Linked DNA regions of Mus musculus: region 2 is linked to region 1. Evidence: chromatin contacts called from public Hi-C data. All regions are on one chromosome and are shown on one strand. Each heading gives the region's core, a stretch centred on a gene start, on an enhancer-like site or on the middle of the called end of the contact. The rest is flanking DNA. Distances are from core to core; before and after follow the strand shown.

Region 1 (4,549 bases), core at 1,970-4,469:
TGTCTGACACTAACCTGGAGCTCACAAATTAGTCTAGACTGCGTGGTCTGGGATCCCCAGGGTCTTCCCCTCTCTCCCCCACCCCCACCCCCATGCTAGGATCGCAGGTACGTGTGACTACTGTATGTGGATTCCGCAACTCCATCTCAGGTATTCACACTACTTAGGGAGCCTTTCTTCCCCCGCCTCCCCCCCCCCCAGAGCATTTCCTGGTTTCGAGGCTTACTTGGCAAAGAGCCCCCACATCATACACGGGGCTCTCTCTGGCTGTCCGGGGGTTATGGGCAGAATTATTCTTTATCTGGTTTGTATTTTTAACAACCGCTGAGTTATCTCCTGGGCAGTAAGACAAAAATATCTCTGAAGTGATGACAGATGCCACACATATGAATCCAGCGTCTTGGAGACGTGAGAGCGCAGTGACCAGAAAGAGGAGATGATCCTCAGCCAGGCAGGGGCCTCCGCTGGTCACGTGACTGTTTATAGCTGGGCATAAGCAATCTTATGCAAGAGGATGCTAATCTAATGGCACTGATGACGATGGGCATTTATAGTGCTTTCCTCCACAACAGTCATACAATTAACGGCAGCCGCTCACACACACACACACACACACACACACACACACACACACACACAAATCCTTTCAGCTGAGATTCATAAAAGGAAAGCAATCCGGCTTTTCTAAACACGAAAGGAACGCAAAACCACTGAATGGTGTGTGTGTGCGTGTGTGCACTGTGTGTGTGTGTGTGTGTGTGTGTGTGTGTGTGTGTGTGTGTGTTGGGGGTGGGTAGAAAATCTTCATGGCTCGGCGCACCCCTTCCCAATTCTTGCATGTTATATTTAGGATACTCAAAACCGGTCTGAACAAACTCGGAAGACACAAGCCCTCAAGTTACAGGGGTGGGGGGTGGGGGGGAAGCAAGCTAAAATATCATCCAAGCACCAAGTGAACCGTCTCCAGGAGCGGCTGAGAGAGGCTGTGGGCCTATTTGTCGGATCTGACAGTGCGGTGTGATTGGATTTGAAAGCCTGAGAAACAGGAGATTGGGAGTTGGACATAAATAATCTGTGGATGAGCTCCTGGTACGTAGTGGATTTAGATGTTGTGAATGAAGCCCCTGGGATTTCACTGCTTCTTGCTCCCAGGTCATCCTCGCAGGACTGAGAAGTCTCCTCAGGACTCTGGATCCCCAGGGAGGGGACGGATGGCATGTGCCAACTGAGAAGTTTTTAAAACTCCTCTCAAGGGGACACAGTGTTCACACACCCCTATACCTTGTCCCCTCTTACCACCATCCCGGACAACGTGTCCTGTTGACCTAAATGCAAAGGAAGCATGGGCCATTTCTCCTGGGCGCCCACATAGGCAGAAAAATATCAAGTTCATCCAAGATGGTACCCTAGCCGCTCCTCTCTGACCACCACTGCTCTGCAACAGGGATTTGAACACACTGAATCAACCAGCTGAGGGCAAGAAGAGCCACTGGCCTGGTCTGTAGGAAATCCCAGAACAGCAAACGCAGCCACTGTAAAGCCATACTATGGTTGCTCAACTCCACACTCCTGTGCAGAACCTTTGTGGCTCTGCAGTGACCCAGCACCTTGTGTCCCTTTTCCTAGTCCCTTCTCCCTCCTCCATTGCTCCCCACTGGTCTTCCAGCATCAGGGCCTTTCCACCTGCTGGACGCCCCCTCTGTCTTTCTGATGACCGCCTTCTCTTCAGTCAATCTAAGCTCAATGCTACTTTTTGTAAGAACGACCCCCAGAGTGATCTAGGCCCTAGTTCCTGGAGATGCTGACTAATCACCACCTTGGATGTCAATGGGGCAACTTACAGATGGTTCCAGATGATCTGGGTGGGCCCTAAACAGAACTGTCCCATCACATGGGAAGCCAAAGATGGTCTGACCAAAGCAGTTGATATAACCATAGAAACAAGGCTACTGGCCTTGAAATGGAAGAAGAAGCCAGAAGTCATGGTGGAAAAGGCAGTAAGCTGTGTCCCCTCTTACAGACCACACCTCCACCTCAGACCACGCCTTCATCCTAGACCACACCTTCACCTCAGACCACACCTCTACCCTACCACACCTCATTTCCGACCACACTTTTACATCAGTCTAGTGAGTCTCAAGGCCCTTCATAACTGTAAGAGACCCAGGGTGTGCTGCCTGATGCCACAGAGTTAGGGTAACTTGATAGGAACTGAACACAGCAGCCTCCAGGAATCTACATCTGAGAGGCCTTGCTCCCTCAGTGGATAGATGAGGTCCAGACAGAGTACTCTCAGAAAGCTGCTGCTGCTCCAAGCTGTTCCCAGCAGTGTCGCGGACAGCTCATTCCCAGAGATCCAAAGCGTTTTGTCAGAGTTGGGACACACACCTGCTTCAGCCCACTCATCCCACAGATGTAGAAACTGAGGCTCAGGAAACCCCACAGCTGGGCTGAAGGATGGAGGCTACTGTCAATCAAATCCTTCACTATTGGCCTTTCAATGCCGCTTGAAGTTTTCAACACGAGCAACTGTGCAGGCTGCTGGCTCTTTCGCAGTAATTCCATAATGACCCAATCGTAAAATAATTTAGCCATCCAGATTTGAATTGTCTGCAAGCTATAGTGACCGAATAACTAACTAGTTATTGTTCATTTCCTGAGAGCCAAGCATATGGCTTTTACAAGGAGACCCAAGCTCAGAAATACGTGTTAGCTCTGATGATAATTACTAAGTAGTTAGCTAGAACACACCATTGTCGATTTCTCTAGAATATGCCAGATAATTATCTGGTCTTATACTCCCTGTAAAAATAAAAACCAAGGTCCCAGAATTGTTCTAGTCAGTTGGCTATCCTCCAACAACCGATCCCCTAACAGTCAATCGTGTGAATGCAGATGATTAATCAAATTACTCAGCTATCTGGCCGCAAGCAGAAGTTCAGATGGATACTCTTAAGGACTAACAAGTAGACGGAGCTAAATGGGGCACTCACCGAGCTTTCCCATGATAAATCTGTAATACCGCAACAACCTTGGAATGAACACGTCTTTTTCAGGTTTCATCTGGCATCCTCACACAAAATACCAAATACTTCAGAGACCAATTAGATGTCCCAAAGCTGCCAGGGATGTTATTATTATCATCACCATCACCATCATCATTATTATTGTGGTGGTGGTGGCTGGGTGCTTTGTGAGATCTGTAGGTTGTTATGGCACGTGGGGAGGGGCGCTCAGAGTTCTGTCACAGAACAGAAGGCTGCAGTGCAGCTGGGCTTGAAGGGTGAGCAATACATTTTCATAATGGGCCACTCATTTTCGAAGGCTGCTAGCGGGGTCTGAACAAATGTGCAATGAGCCTCAGTTTGGAAAGAGGGAGGGGAGGGATGGGTCGCTGAGATTCATGGGTCACCGGACTTGTATACTGCAAGTGAGGGGCTCCTCACTTCTGGGAGAGGAGAAGTTGCTTCCTGATGAGAGGGAAGTGCAGAGTATGGAATGGGGGGGGTGGGCTTTCCATGAAGAGGGATGTAAAAATGACTATCTATGGTCCTCCCCCTACAGAGTCTGCCATTCAGAGAGCAACTTCCTCCATCACTTGAATCCAGCTGGCCACAGGAGATGCTCTGGCCAACGGATGTCAGCCAGAGCCTGACCAGAGGGTGCATGGAAAGTACCTATGCATTTAACCTTTGACCCCTGGCTGAGCTTGGGCACCAGAGGCCACCACGGGCGTGACTGAGCTGGAGACTGTGTGCAGCATAACTGAGTCACCCCGGCTGACAGTACCCACCAGCAGATGGGTGTTCATATGTCATCTATAGGAGTTCACATGTGAATGAAGGACAACGTTTTACATCAGATAGTCATCTGCCATTTTTTTAAAAGTCAATCTCTGTTAACTACCCTCCCCCACCCCATCCCCAAACCCCTGCAGCCCACTAATGCAGGATACTCAGAACAGTGGTGGCAATAGCTCCACAAACACTCTGTAAACCATCAAGAGCCACGATCACAGTCACCAGCATCTCAGATCAAACTGTGGGGCAGAGCTGGCCCACTACTTGGGTGTGTAAATAAAGTTTTATTGCAACACTGTCACGCAATATATCACATATATCATATGACCATATGGTCATATATATCATATATCATTTATGGCTGCTTTCCCCGTGCCCCCCGCCCCCACCTACCGACAATAGCAGAACTAACTGGCTGAGACCGAACCTGTGTGGCCTGTGAGGCCAATTCACACATAGCACTGGGAGTGCTACACAAACAGGCTGATCTATGTCTAAAGCAATTCACTCATTTTACCTAATGAGACACAAGTATCAATCATGCCTGGCTTTTCTGGCTCCCAATGCAGTACTCTTCCCAGCCATCCCTAAAACCCTAAAGGCATTTTCTGGGGACCTAAAGGATTGTGAGAAAACCGTGGATGGAGGACCCGAAGACACTATTAACATGCACAAAGCCCTTAGATGTTCCCATCGGAGCCCGAGGGACTGACCTGGTGATGATGGCCAAGTGGGGTGGGCTCATGCAG
Region 2 (4,507 bases), core at 1,300-3,799, 130 kb before region 1:
TCTACCGCATGAAGCCTTGTGCACGTCAGGATAGGTGGTGAGGATGTAGCCTTTCTCAGTCTGAGAGGATGGAGCTCACTCGGGTACATCCAGACCTCTGCTCCAGAGACACCACAGAAACAGCTACCATGGGGCCTCGTCCTAAATCCCTGCGTGGACAGTGGGTAGATAAAATGGTACTATCTCTCCCCCTATATCAGCTATGGCCCCTCTGCTCAGAGTTGGCCCGGGGGAGCCAAAGGAGGAAGGAACTCGGTTTGCTTACTCTATGTGGCTGCCACCGAGGGCTAATACATTACCCAGGGCTAATGAAAACATAATTATCTTCTTTTGGCTGTAGAGAGGGGCTAATTTAATAGGCTGTGATCGAAAGGCATCTGCTGAATTTACCCATCATTGAAAACGCTTGAAGGGCCCGGGAGGGGAGAGCAGAGTGCCTCTGGCTGGCTTGCAGCTGTGTCCAGGGCGCCTCCAGCTCAGAATTCGGTGGCCAAGGTCCCAAGGCAGGCACAGACCTAGGGGCTCCACCTCCGCCGTGAATTCTCAGACCTTTCTTCTGCATCATGTAGCCTCTGTTCCCTCATTCACACAATGGGGCTTACTTATTCCTCTTACACTGTAACTTGAGGGACTAGATGAGGTGATGGGGTGGGGGAGGGAGGTATCAGCATATCCTGTGTCCACTAATAACTTCACCTGATTGGGCAGGCTGGACCGAGATGTCGGGTCTCTGCATAAACACTCCCTTCCTGGAGAAGCCCCCACTCAGGGTTCCCATCATGGTTTGAACCCACAGTACATCTGAGAGCATTTACAGATTCAGAGTTAGCCTGGGAAGAAAGCGACGACGAGGGTGGACGGTCACTGTCACCACTCCAAGCCACTGTTTTCAAAGATTGTCCCTGGACAAGTAGATCACTGTCCCCTGAGAACCTCCTGGTGATTCTCGCTCCAGACCCACTGGAGCAAATGTTCAGGGCTGTGTTTGAGACACGTACTTTGTGGAGTTTGTGAGAATCTCAGTGCCAACCGAAAACCAAACACTTGTGTGAATAAGTGAATGAAGAGCCAAGAAGTTGGAGTTCATTTACTCAACAGCAACCCCTTATTAGGCACCAACTGTATACACAGCTCCGTGCAATGAGCCTTTAAGCCTCTTTTATAGCTACGCTCCCATTCTCTCGGACCTCCGTTCTGAGGAATGCCCCCGGAGTTGCAGGACTCAGGTCTGTCCCTCTGTTGCCATGGCAACCAGATCCCCTCTGTCCCCGAAGCAGCTCCACCTGTCTCTCCCCGGGTGAGAACTAGTGGTTTCAGAATGAAGTTAGCTTAGCCCTGGGTGAACTCAGCCCTGGGGTGTTTGCTCGGGAGTCATCATTGCAATGTGTTTGTTATGAGACCCAATGCCCGTCAGTCTCCTTTGCAGTTAGAGAAATGAGAGGCTTTGCAAATGAGAGGCTTTGCTGTCTGGCATCAGACACAGGGAGGCTAAGACCAGAAAGTTCCAGAGCCATCTAGGGGCAGCAGCCTGTGGGTGGCTGCTTAGTTCTTTCCCTCCAGCTCAGGGATCATAAGAGGGAAAGCATTTCATCTGAGCAGCCTTGGGGCCAAAAGGCTGGCAGGCCAGATATGACCTAGTATTGGGAACACGGGTATCTGAGAGGCTAGTATCCCTAAGGGAAGCAGGGGGTGCCACAGTTCCTGAAGATGTTAGCCTAGACACCAGAAACAATTTGTGAGAGTCTGGCAGAGCTGAGGGAGGAACCGTTTAAAGTTTATCGGAGCAATCTGGCCATAAGAAGTAACATGATCTGTCATGGGCTCTGCGAGCCTGGGCAAGCAGCCTGGAGTCTCTGGGCCGCAAAAGATAAATTAATGTGAAGATGGATCTTTGACATGAGTTATATGTAAAATCTAGCACAAAAAGGTTCCAAACTGCCCAGAGCCTCTTTACAGGACCTTTCAGCACTGGTAGTTTGTCTCCAGGGACTCTGACGGTTTTTGGCTTTCCCAAGCTAGCTCAGCAGATGTAGTTCCAGGAGTGACCGAGAGATGGCGCTAAGCCTTCACGGTAGCCAACTTGACCCATCAGGAAGGCACTTAGGCTTCTTGGAGTCAATTTTGGGGGGCCTCTGGCCTGGGTCCTGGCCAAGCTGGGCTGATTTGGGTGACATTCAACTGTTGGGCCTGTTAAAATCTTATAGTCCAAGCCTGTGCTTTTTCAGACCCCCTTTAGTGTGGAGTTGGGAGTTTATAATTTGAAGGGTGCAGCCAGGGATTAAAAGTCTTCTAGAGAACGCACTAGGGAATAGTGGGGTCTGCAGGTAACATTTTAATATTTCCACTAAATTAAAGCATCGGGGTCACACCTATTAGAGAGCTCTGACCACAGATGTGGGTTTTAATTCCTGTAGGTGCTGCTGTATACTGTCGTGGGAAGTCTCTATCAGTGTCACAAACCAGCAGGTGCCTAAGGATTCCCCAAAGTTCAGGAATGAGCCCCCTCCCCAAAATGGATATCTGGAGTGGCTGTGTCTTCAGCAAGCTGTTGAGGAGACTAAGGCAGACTATCTCCTGTTTCCAAGTTGGCTGTCTCATGACTGTGAGGTCACCCCAGTAACTTGAATCAATTGGATGTCAGAGCTCAGGGCTTTCTGACCAGGAGAGAATAAGGTGGCTTCTCTCAGGAAAGCTTTGAAAGTGAGGGTAAGGCTGACCAGGTCCCGTTGTGGGAGTGAGGACCTCAGAAACCGCAGAGCCTTACTCTGGTCCCTCGCCTCGGCCTGCAGACATCTGGATTCCAATGACACAGCTTCTCGGGAACCATGACACCCCTCCCTTATCCGAGCAGAGATTTCCCATGGCCACACCCCTCTTGCCACACCACAGATATTCACAGAGAAGATCATACTGTTGGCTACTACTGAGCAGTCCCTGGGGGGGGGGGGGTGTCACTGGAGAAATGGAGGACATAGGAGCAGGTAGAATTTTCAGCATCTTGTTCTAGAATCTAGCCCAGAAAGCCAGGGTTGAGGGCTGGGATCCTTTAACTCTCCTTTCACCTGCTGTGTGACCCTGGGCAAGAGTGCTCCCCTCTCTGGGCTGCTAGGAAATGAAGGAGGTTGGACTAGAACGTAGATTCTGTCTGCACTCTAGGTTTGCTCTGGGCTCTGCAGCCCCCTTGGCAGTGCGGAGAGCAAAGGCTGGGTGAGGCTGTCATAGTCTTCAGGTGCCCCCTCAGTTCAGAGGCTCTGGCTTTTGTGTTTGGCTTTCTTGCTTGTACATCAGGGGTGTGCTGTTCCACGCAGTGCCAGGAAGCTGTGTCATTCATTCAGGTACCTGTGCCTCCCTCTTTCTGTTGTGTGTGTGTGTGTGTGTGTGTGTGTGTGTGTGTGTGTGTGTGTGTAGGCCTTTGCCAGGAGGTGGGGTGGTTAGTCCCCGAGGCAGGATTCTGTCCACAGCAGTCATCAGAGTGCTGACTCTCTGCAGTCTCTGATGTCTGCACCCCCACAACGGGACCTGGTCAGCCTTACCCACACTTTCAAAGCTTTAATGAGAGAAGCCACTCTGTTCTTCCCAGTCAGATTGCCCTGATCTCTGACATCCAATTGATTCAAGCAGACATTCTCTAATTGTGTGGACAGGCACTTAGTCTCTAATGGTGTGGATGAGCAGGGTGTGTGTGCGCGCGCGTGCAGGGAATGTGCTATTTAGAAGCTCAGGATCAGTTCTGGGCTCTGTTGGCTCCTAGCTGTGTGCTCTTAGGCTGGTTATCGGCCTCTTTTGAAGGTAGCAGCCTTGCTGGACTCTATTTTGGTGTTTTTCAGTGTCTAGCAGTTGGATAACATGTCCCAGGCATTCAGTAACTTAGCCCAGATGCTTGGGCAGATGCGGCAGTTCCTCCACACTACCGATTTTAGAAGCTGAGCCCTTGGGCCACCAGCAGCACCAGTATCTGGGCTGTGTGGCACTTGAACATTTCCTGTCCTTGTCCCAGTCAGTGACACTACAGGAGAGGTTGAATGGCTGAACATGAATTAGCTTGTTGTTGTTGTTGTTGTTGTTGTTGTTGTTGTTGTTGTTGTTCTTCTTCTTCTTCTTCTTCTTCTTCTTCTTCTTCTTCTTCTTCTTCTTCTTCCTCTTCCTCCTTCTCTTCTTCCCCTCCTCCTCCTTTTCCTCCTCCTCCTCTGCCCCTTCTCCTCTCCCTCTCCTCTCCCTCTCCTCTCCCTCTCCCTCTCTCTGAGACAGGATCTCACAGAAGCCAACAGTTAAAGTAGGAAAGAGGATTTATAGAATTTGGAAGCATACAAAAGACTGGATGGTTAAAGTTCTTTGCAGAAAGAACACCCCCTCCCAGAGGGATTGTGCAATATTTAGCTTCAAATTGCACCACAGAGCCATAGTGACAGTCCCAGCATGCTGCTGGCACCAAACCAAATATGGCCAGTTGAACAGGACAGAGGGACCTGAGATAAAACATTCTTACCAAAACTCTTAAAGCACTTGA

Evidence for each region. A called contact is a pair of places that touch in the nucleus more often than the background predicts.
Region 2: a Hi-C map of the N1E-115 cell line shows a contact between it and region 1, with 6 times the contacts expected there. The contact joins two enhancer-like sites. A contact is called at or near these places in 8 of 484 Hi-C or Micro-C datasets (8-cell embryo, the N1E-115 cell line, embryonic stem cells and 4 more), 2 of 115 datasets of contacts at active chromatin or transcription factors (SST interneurons and forebrain) and 2 of 9 other capture datasets (embryonic stem cells and pancreatic islet).

What each region holds. Positions count from the first base shown.
Region 1 is chr5:117,708,256-117,712,804 of GRCm38.p6, reverse strand. Ksr2 (kinase suppressor of ras 2) reads right to left here. Exons shown (of 20, transcript NM_001312914.1): 14 at 4,514-4,549. Among named protein-coding and RNA genes, the nearest start is that of Nos1, 160 kb to the left of the region's middle. Within about 2 kb of position 3,219, at least 6 of the 459 cell types and tissues checked have an H3K27ac peak or open chromatin away from gene starts, as enhancers often do. A contact at or near this core is called in the N1E-115 cell line, where this site is marked.
Region 2 is chr5:117,834,668-117,839,174 of GRCm38.p6, reverse strand. No RefSeq gene overlaps it. Among named protein-coding and RNA genes, the nearest start is that of Nos1, 30 kb to the left of the region's middle. Within about 2 kb of position 2,549, at least 3 of the 459 cell types and tissues checked have an H3K27ac peak or open chromatin away from gene starts, as enhancers often do. A contact at or near this core is called in the N1E-115 cell line, where this site is marked.